Regions from separate parts of the Mus musculus genome. Here all the other regions are linked to region 1. The links are chromatin contacts, called in public ChIA-PET and HiChIP or PLAC-seq maps. All regions are on one chromosome and are shown on one strand. The core of a region is the stretch at or near the end of the contact, and the rest is flanking DNA. Distances in the headings are between cores, read along the strand shown.

Evidence for each region. ChIA-PET counts read pairs in DNA pulled down with a chosen protein or histone mark. HiChIP or PLAC-seq counts read pairs in DNA pulled down with a chosen protein or histone mark.
Region 2: an RNA polymerase II ChIA-PET map of effector CD8 T cells shows a contact between it and region 1, with 22 read pairs. The contact joins two enhancer-like sites. A contact is called at or near these places in 1 of 39 promoter capture datasets (the C10 cell line), 8 of 115 datasets of contacts at active chromatin or transcription factors (Th17 cells, effector CD8 T cells, embryonic hindbrain and 5 more) and 2 of 9 other capture datasets (adipose tissue and liver).
Region 3: a contact with region 1 is called in an H3K4me3 HiChIP or PLAC-seq map of bone marrow-derived macrophages, with 5 times the contacts expected there. The contact joins two enhancer-like sites. A contact is called at or near these places in 1 of 15 datasets of contacts at CTCF or cohesin (the NIH/3T3 cell line), 2 of 484 Hi-C or Micro-C datasets (Th1 cells and bone marrow-derived macrophages) and 10 of 115 datasets of contacts at active chromatin or transcription factors (the 230-238 cell line, T-cell acute lymphoblastic leukemia, acute myeloid leukemia and 6 more).

The regions. Positions count from the first base shown.
Region 1 is chr5:105,441,819-105,444,953 of GRCm38.p6, forward strand. The region is part of intron 1 of Lrrc8b (leucine rich repeat containing 8 family, member B); the gene reads left to right. Among named protein-coding and RNA genes, the nearest start is that of Lrrc8b, 28 kb to the left of the region's middle. Within about 2 kb of position 1,468, at least 92 of the 459 cell types and tissues checked have an H3K27ac peak or open chromatin away from gene starts, as enhancers often do. A contact at or near this core is called in T-cell acute lymphoblastic leukemia, Th1 cells, Th17 cells and 3 more, where this site is marked.
Region 2 is chr5:105,683,421-105,686,555 of GRCm38.p6, forward strand. No RefSeq gene overlaps it. Among named protein-coding and RNA genes, the nearest start is that of Lrrc8d, 15 kb to the right of the region's middle. Within about 2 kb of position 1,696, at least 111 of the 459 cell types and tissues checked have an H3K27ac peak or open chromatin away from gene starts, as enhancers often do. A contact at or near this core is called in Th17 cells and effector CD8 T cells, where this site is marked.
Region 3 is chr5:105,653,327-105,656,461 of GRCm38.p6, forward strand. Gm32276 (a long non-coding RNA gene) reads left to right here. Exons shown (of 5, transcript XR_389458.3): 2 at 2,890-3,013. Among named protein-coding and RNA genes, the nearest start is that of Gm32276, 3.6 kb to the left of the region's middle. Within about 2 kb of position 1,560, at least 86 of the 459 cell types and tissues checked have an H3K27ac peak or open chromatin away from gene starts, as enhancers often do. A contact at or near this core is called in T-cell acute lymphoblastic leukemia, Th1 cells, bone marrow-derived macrophages and 1 more, where this site is marked.

The DNA of each region.
Region 1 (3,135 bases), core at 218-2,717:
ATTTTAAGTGATCCATTGGCTTTGGCAAAGCAGAATGTAACACTGAGAAGCAAAGCCTCCGAGAGTGTCCAATGCAGAATGATAACCACTTCATTAGATCAGCCTGCAGCTTTATCTGAAGAGGGGATCACGTGTTGAATCTCGAATTTTAATTTCATTATTTAATACAACAGGAATGTTTGGGGGCGCCTCGGCAATGCTAGCAATCCCGTTTGTCGATCCTCAGTTCACCCACTTCTGACCTGATAGAAAACATGGCATTACCCTTATATCCCCCCTGGTTTGTTTGTTGGCTATGAACACCATCCAATCTTCACCATTTTTCTTTGCACCCCCCCCCTTTTTTTTTTCCTTTTGAGAGTATTCTCCTCCTGTGTTCAGGACCAAAGCAATAGATGATGTTGTTGTTGTTGTTGTTGTTGTTGTTGTTGTTGTCTCCCTATACAACTAACCATTTCTGCATATACAGGGAATGGTATACCTCACTTTCAGAGGTGTTTTCAGAGACACGATCACAGTGGATTATGACAGTTTCCTGAAGGGGAACGGCAGCAGCTGTTCTGTCCTTATGGGTAGGCTCAGAGGACCCACCCAATATACACAGCAGAGCACAGAAGAGACACAGACAGGCCCCTGAGCTCTGTTGTCCCTTTCCCACCCCACCATACAGTCTGCCTACCCAGATGGCATTCAGTTTCCCAAGACATTTTTCACACAAGGAATTTAGTCAGTGATTATATCAGCAAACTTTACAAAAACTAATTGTCCATGGGGCTCTTCCCTACTAATAATTAGGTCTTGACATATATATATATACATACATACACACACACATATACATACACACATATATATGTGTGTGTGTATGTGTGTGTGTGTGTGTGTGTATAGGTATATATATATATGAATGATCAGAGAGGTTTCCTGCCATGGGATCTGGAAAGGGGAGTTTGCAGCGCTAGAGTAATTGTGGGTGACATCATCTGCTCAGGATCTGCTGGAAAACATGTGGGTGTGGCCAGGCAGGGGCCGATCCTTTTTAGACCTACAAGAAAAGCACATGCAGGACCCTTGCTTTTTCCTATTTTATCATGTTATAAATCTTCCTAGTACAGTTTTTGTTTTTGTTTTTTTTTTTTGTTTTTTTAGTTTTTTAGTTTTTTTTCCGAGGCAGGGTTTCTCTGTATAGCCCAGGCTGTCCTGGAACTCACTCTGTAGACCAGGCTGGTCTGGAACTCAGAAATCCACCTGCCTCTGCCTCCCAAGTGCTGGGATTAAAGGTGTGCGCCACCACCTAGTATGGTTTTTAAAAGAAAAACAAAATAAAGTTTACAATAAAAAAAAAAAATGGTTGGTTGGACCTTGGAGCTTTGCTTAAATGTAGTAAGCTTAGGGTGGGGTCATGGCCCAGCATGCACCTTCCAGGCTGAAGGTCACAGCTGTACTGTCTGCCCTTGCCCCTCCACACCCGATGCTCTGTGGTGGTTGCTAAAGGGCAAACATAATGGACGGCTTTTGCAAACTCCCATCATAGCCCATCTTCTTCAGCTTAGAATTCATTGGCAGCTTAAGCTCATGGGCTCCAGCGTGGATATAGTTTTCTACTTCCAACTTCCCCCTTCTGCTCCTTTGCAAACTGTTTTTCTTCAAGATAAAAGCACAGCTAAAATTTCCTGGTGAAATGGAGATGAACGTGAGTGAGGGCATCTCATTTAGCCCCCCAGAAGCAGTGACAGCAGGCTGTTTATAACAGGAAGCCGCGCACAGCCAGCTCAAGGGCCTCCCGCCTTGGTGTGGTTTCCCAGCATTCCCCTGTTTCCTGCTTGACTCTTCTACCTCAGAGAGAGAGGGGAGAGGACAGAGAGTCAGAGGACAGCTGGTGAGAGTCAAGGATTATTAGTTCTTTCAGTGTGAATTGAGGGTATTAATGCCGACGTGCTCATGCTTATCAAAATAATCTCCTAAGGGGCTGGAGAGACGGCTCAGCAGTTAAGAGCACTGACTGCTCTTCCAAAGGTCCTGAGTTCAAATGTGAGCAACCACATGGTGGCTCACAACCATCCATAATGAGATCTGATACCCTCTTCTGGTATGTCTGAAGACAGCTACAGTGTACTTACATATAATAATAAATAAATCTTTACAAAAATACCTAAGCTTTTGGGAATTTTGCAAGCCGCTTGTTAAATGGTCATTAAAACAAAAGAAAACAAAAAACAAAAAACTAAGTTATAGGGACAGCTCATTGATTAAGACCTCTAGCTGTTCTTCCAGAGGACCCAGGTTCAATTCCTAGCACCCACATGGCAGCTCACAACCATCCCTAATTCCAGTACCAGGAAATGCATTGACTACTTCTGTCCTTGGGCACACGGTGCACATATACATAAAATAAAATAAACTATGCTCAGTGTTTCTGCAGAGTTGAGGTGTTGTATAAGGTTGACACATTTGTTATATGTGCATCTCAATTGCACTTATGTTTGTTGGCTTGACATTACCCTTAGTGGGAATATTTATACCATGGAATATAGCAAAGTCTCTGAAGCCTAGCCCCCTCCGCCCCACTTTTCCAGAAGATTGTTAAATATTTATAGGAAACCATCAGGTATATTTATGATATTTTGGTTATATTTTTCAGGTGTCTACTTAGGAGACATTGAAATATAAGCCATGTCTAGAATGTGACTCAGATGACTCAGAGAGGGTGGGCATTGTGATTATGATGTTGTTGGTCGGCATGTGGGCTCTGGTATGCTCACTCTGCTTTTGTGTGTGGTTGGAATTTCCCATAATAAAAAGTTAAAACACTAATTAAGGTTGCTACACTATAAACAAACAAGCTGTGTGTCCTCAGTGGTCAGGCACAGGATTCTGGCCCAGCACTTGGCTGGCCCTTAATTCTTACTAGCAAATCCCTTTAGTGTAAAACTCTTCTCAAATTTTGGAGCCCGTATTCTGTGTCATGCAGATCATTGACTTTAAAGACCTTTTTCTCATTAAGTAGCATCAAGAAGTCACCGTGCAGTTTACGGTAGACATGAAAGCAAAGGATCCTGATACAGCGTTCCCAGAGCTTTCCTTACGGGTGGGGTAGGGGTGGGGACACATGCGCTTGCTGGATGGCAGGTCCTG
Region 2 (3,135 bases), core at 446-2,945, 240 kb after region 1:
TACAGCTTCTACATCAGTGGTTCTAACCTGTAGGTATCAACAAATTTGGGGAGGAACGACCTTTTCATGGGGGTATGAAGACCATTGGTCACCTAAGACCATTGGAAAACACAGATATTTACATTACAATTCACAACAGTAACAAAACTAGCTATGAAGTAGCAACAAAAAATAATTTTATGTTTGGTGGTCACAACATGAGGGACTGTATTAAAGGGTTGCATTGTTAGGAAGGCTGAGAACCACTGTCCTATATATTTCTTATTAATATCCACAATAATGTTGACGTAGGCCTCTTCTGCTTAAGAAAAGACAAAATTAAGACATGTCTGTTTCCTATACACTGTTCAGAAAAATTAGACTAGCGCATGATCTATTTCCTCACCTCGTATTTCTGTAGCGCCTTAACAGCTTTTGAGAACATTTTAACCGATTGTTTTTGTTTTTTGCTCTCAAAATGTAATTACTTCTTCTATTGCTTTTGCAAAATGCCTGATGAAACTAACTTAAGGAAGAAAGGGTTTCCTCCGGCTGGTGCTGGAGAGAACAGTGCGTGACCTGGCGGTGGGGGAAGGGTGGGGGGACACTGTGAGAAGCAGCTGGTCCTGAGGCTGGTGAGGAAGCAGGCAGAGAGAAGTACCAAGATTCCCCTCACAGCCTCAGGTTCACTGGTCCTGGAACCCCAGCTGAGTTTCTCCTCAGTTAAACTCTCTGAAAAACAAATCCGCTGCCCCAGAGGTCTGTTTCCATGGTGATCCTAAAGCCAATCATGATGACTATGAAGACAAACAAGGGCTGTGACCCAGGAGACCTTACCCTGACAGATGAGGAAACAGAGGTCTAGACAGGTTAAATATGTCAGGGAGATTCCAGCACCAATAAACACATGAGCAACACCAAGTGAGCTGACCTCCCTGGGTGTGGTGTGCCTGCCTTTCACCCTAGCACCTAGGAGACAGAGCCAAGAGAATCTCTACAAGCTCCAGGCCTGTTAGAGATAAGCTGTGAGACCTTATTTACAAGCAAACAACAAAACAAAGCCAGCAACAACTGGGTGTGCTGACACAAGTCTTTATGCCCAGCACTTAGGAGACAGAAGCAGGTTGGTCACTGTTAGGTCCAGGTCATTCAGGTATACAAAGGGAGTTACAAGCCAGCAGGAATACACAGTGAGACCCTGCCTACAAACAACAAAAACAAAAATAAATAAACAACAGCAACAACAAGAAGCCGTTTTGTGGGGCTAGGGATGTAGCTCAGTTGGCAGGGTAACTGTCTAGCATGCATGGAACACTGGGTTCCACTCCCAGACTCCCAAAAGCCAGGCGTGGTGGGGTAAGCCTGTCCTCCCAACACTTGGGAGATGGAGGCAGGAAGTTCAAGGTCTTCTGTGTGGATTACATGATACCCTGCCCCAAAATGCTGTCTTTCATATTATGTATAAAACAGAGCTTTTAAAAATATTATTATTATTATTATTATTATTATTACCACCATTATTATTATTTAGCACTCCTAAGGACAGTTTCCTTGTAAATCAGAGTCTTCACGCTCACATTTACATTTAGATTAAGTCATTGAAGCATTCAACACTAGAGGGCGCACCACGAGAAGGCTGGCTGCAGAGACGCCCAGAAAGCCTGCCAGTGCAGCTAGACACCTGGCAACGCAAGGATGAAACAGGAAATGAGCAATAAAAATCTACAGATAGCATCTCCAGGCCAAATGTCACGGGCTGCTTGATGGGTTACGAACCAGTGCTCGCCACTCACCCACCCCCACCTCATCACCACCCCACCCCCATCCCCACCCCACCCTTACCCCAGCTCCACACCAGCCCCACACCAGCCCCACCCTAGTAATGGAATGACCTTTCCCATTTAGTCTCAGATCTCAGTAAAACAGGACTGGTATAATTATCTCCGCTTTATAGATTAAGAAACTGGGCTGAAGAGATGGCTCAGCGGTTAAGAGCACTGACTGCTCTTCCAGAAGTCCGAGTTCAAATTCCAGCAACCACATTGGCTCACAACCATCTGTAATGAGATCTGAGGCCCTCTTCTGGTGGGTCTGAAGACAGCTACAATGTACTTACATATCATTCATAAATAAATAAATAAATAAATAAATAAATAAAATTTTAAAAAATCTTTGGGCCGGAACGAGTGGGACCGGAGGTGGGGGGTGGGGGAAGGAAGAAACTGAAGTTATACTAAAAGCGAGCGATGGCGATGTTTTCAAAGTCCTAAGTACAGGAGCATTTTACTGTCTGCCTTCTTCAAATGGCATGGATAGTTGATGTTTGAGTCAGTGTCTTCATTTGCAGAACTCTTTAAGATTCTTACATCGAGCCAGGCAGTGGTGGCACATGCCTTTAATCCCAGCACTTGAGAGGCAGAGGCAGGCGGATTTCTGAGTTCGAGGCCAGTCTGGTCTACAGAGTGAGTTCCAGGATAGCCAGGGCTACACAGAGAAACCCTGTCTCGAGAAAAAAAAAAAAAAAAAAAAAAAAAAAAAAAAAAAAAGATTCTTACATCGAAACTCCCTTGTTCCGCATCCTTGACTCCTGGCTGGCCAGTCTCCCTGCAGTCACAGTCACAAATACCTTTCTGGATTTCTCTCTTGCTCCATTCCACACTTGCTAACTGGAAGTGCCTTCCCCCTTCTCTTGCCATTTCTGAGGCCAGTGAGCTCCCCTCCCCCACCCCACGGCCACCCCACCCAAGGTCTTCTTAGCACTCCTCTGTGTGTCTTTAGAGGACTCTGTATTGACCCTGACTCCTAGGGCTTCCTATGCTGCAAGGGGAGCTCCTAAATGCTGCCTCACACTGGCTCATAATTCTTTGCAGGGGTCAGAAACACCTCAAGTCCTATTTGTAGGCGCCAAGCCCTATACACAGTGTGATCCCAAGGCTGGGTTAATATCCGGTTCATTTATTAAGCATCCTGAGTGGTTATCATGATTACGGTGTGGGTAGCTGGTGAGCTCTGAGTCCGGGTGCCTCTGCTTGCATTCATTTGAATGAGTTCACACTTCTGTATTACGCCATCCACCCAGATTTGCATTTGTTACTGCTACTTCAAACATTTTCTCAGGATGCTTCATTTCTACACATTTGTTTCTCAAAAGTGGCA
Region 3 (3,135 bases), core at 310-2,809, 210 kb after region 1:
GACCAGGAACCAGCCTGATGTACTATGAACAGTTGTGTCTAAGGAACAGCTGCCATCTTGTATACTAGGTGTACACGCAGTGAAATGCCTCCAACTTAAATGAGTACCTAAGTCCTTGAGAACTGCTCTTACAGAAACATCTCAATTAAAAAGGAAAATGAAAACATATATTCTAAAGAGTTTGCATATTTGTGCTCCAATAAGAGTGTGTGTTCAATGGACGTGCTCATAGCAACTGGTATAAGCCCATGACAAGCCCTGTGCTTTTAGGGTGGGCATAGATTTGGCATCTGGGACATTCATTCTTCAGTTTAACCAATGTCTTTGAGTATATGTGAGTTGAGCCCTCAGAGAAGCAGGACACACACTCCCCCCACCCCACCCCACCCCCGCCCAGCCAACATATATAAATGCACACACAAATCTCCTTCCTGCCGATCCCTAAATCATTCATGTAGCCACTGGAACCACCATCCGACTTCCAGTATGAGCAGCAGACAGAAACAGGGCCAAACTGGATACAGCCGAATAAGAGAGCATGATCTAACCTCTGAGAGATATGGACAACATCCAGACAGAGATAGAAAGAGAAATTGCCCGGGGACAGGTGAAGCAGGCAGCAGGCAGCTCTCTACTGTGGAAGGTCTGTCCACTAAGATCAAGGCTGGGCCAAAAGAGATGCTGGAGGATTGGGTCAGAGAGGGAACAGAGAGATGGCTCCAATGTTAAGAAGTAATACTTGCTGCTACTTCAGGGTTAAGTTCCCAGCATCCACATCAGGCAGCTCACAGTTCTATATCTCCAGTTCCAGAGGATCTGATACCTCCACAGGCACTCCACACACATGCACATATTAACACATATAAATAAAAATAAATCTTTTTAAGGAGACAAAGGTGCTGGAGAACATGAGACAAAGGCCATACCCTACATCTTTAGGGGGAATGACAACTTCATACCTAGACTTTTATGGTGAACTTCTCTGCCCAAGGAAATGGCTGAGAGATGACCCTCTCACCCCACAGCCTGGGTCTTAGAATTTTTGTGTCTGTAGCATGCCCCCCCAAGCACACCACACACATTGCACAAACAGCCCCAGAGATCATTGCTCAATGGGCTGTGGTCTGCTGTCCCGGGCCGTTCAGCCCAGCTCCTCCATGCTAGCAAACCGGAGAAAGAAAGGGTTTCTTATGATCAACGACCAGAGAGGTCGAACAGCCCACCTCGCAGGGAAAGGATTCCAGCGATTTCTAGAACCTCTGCCTCCCTCAAGCCTTGCTTACTGGCCCCTGCTGGTATTTGGAAGGCAGCTACCTTTCCCTTTATCCTGCTGCCCCAGGCCACTGTGGACCCTGCCACATATTCTGTCACCCCTGCATCTGACTCCTGGTTCCCAGCCTCGTTGTCACTCCAGTGAGAGGCACCCCAAATTTCATTGGTTCAGAATCCCAGCTTGGGTTAAGCAAGGGGCCCACGGGCCAGCCTGGCTTAGATTTGGAACGCAGCACGGTTGGGAAACCTTAGCTGAGGTGTGGATTCCAGATGAGGCGGGGAAGCCCTCTAGTGGCCACGAGCGATATGGCAACAGCAAGGAAACAATAACCATCTTTTCTAGGCCTGACTGATCTCTCTCCATCTGTCTGGACTTTTTTGGCACCAAGTCACTCCCAGATCTGCACAGCCCCCTTGTCACCCCATGCTCTGCCTTGCCACACAACGCTGCAATCTCTACCTCCTAGGTTTTCTCCTCCAGCGTTTCTGGATAACGAACCCTACACCTCGGGCCGGATTTGTCTTCCTTCAAAGTCTGATTTTTGGTGGCCTCTAGTTAAGAATGTCCTCCCAATCTCCCAAGTTGTGTAGAGCCATGATCTACAAAAATTGGAGCGCTTGGAGGGTGGCCTACTGAAAGCCACGTCACTGACCCTGGGCAGACTGAGCAGTACAGCTCACACAAGGCTATGCCAGCTGGACCACTGACGCTAAGGTGTAGACGCTCAGGTATTCTAGCACTCGCGCACACAGTGAAAGACAGGAAACTTCCGGTCCACCCAGCTTCCAAGCCCTGTGCAAACCCTCCTAGAACTTCCTTTCCAGTGCTAGAGTTGGGCTGTGTGGGTTAGAATCCCACCCACAATCTAATAGACATGCAACTAGAAAAGGTTTTGAATTCTTAGCTTGCTCCCAACGTTGTCATGGAGACTGAGGACCGCCAGGTGTCTGATTTAGCAGGGCTTGCCAGTTCCCTCTGACTCTGACTGACAGCTGTGGCTTCCAGCACTCTGGCTGGTTTGTTCACAGGTCTGCCCTAGACCTTGCATCTTCTATCTGTGCCTTTTGGCGATTGACACTGAATTGGCCTGAAGTGACCTCTCCCTGCTCTCTGACATCTTTTTCTTATTATTTCCTCTTCTGCTTAGGGACTGACTTAGAAGGGCTGGGGCATCTATGCCAGGCTAACCTTTATAACTTTAAAACCATAAACCTTATAAAGCCATAACCTTAAAAACACATATGTGTTGTTTTCTTGTGCATGCAATCTTTTTAAAAATTAAACTAACATATTTATGTATTACTGGAATAGCTCCTTATATTATTTGGCCTTTTTTTCCTCTGCACAGCTAGACTGTATACTCAAAAGACATCAGAACTGTGTTTATTATCTTTATCTAATAAAATCTATCAAATTGGGGGGGAGGGAGGATTAGAGAGATGGCTGAACAGTTACGAACACTGGTTGCTCTTCCAGAAGTCCCGAGATCAATTCCAAGCACCCACATGGTGACTCATGACTATAATATAGCACTACCTTAATATAATTTATAAATGACTGAGACTTTTCATTATATTAATACATTTCATTATATGAGTTCTCAACCCTTGAAACAGGTCTCCAGGAACCATCTAAGGATCTTTGATTGTCCGATTTTTACATCATCACTGAAAGAAAAGAAAGCCTTGTGGTTATCATAGGAACTGTCTCATATACCACAAAAATCTACCAGCAATATAGGTAATCCATCCTTAAATTATATCACCACATCTGAGAGTCTCCAATTGGAATGGTATCTGGGTGCAAGGTCAAGGGGTGCATTTTTAAGAATGTGATTATGCTACATTGTTCACAAAGTCTTT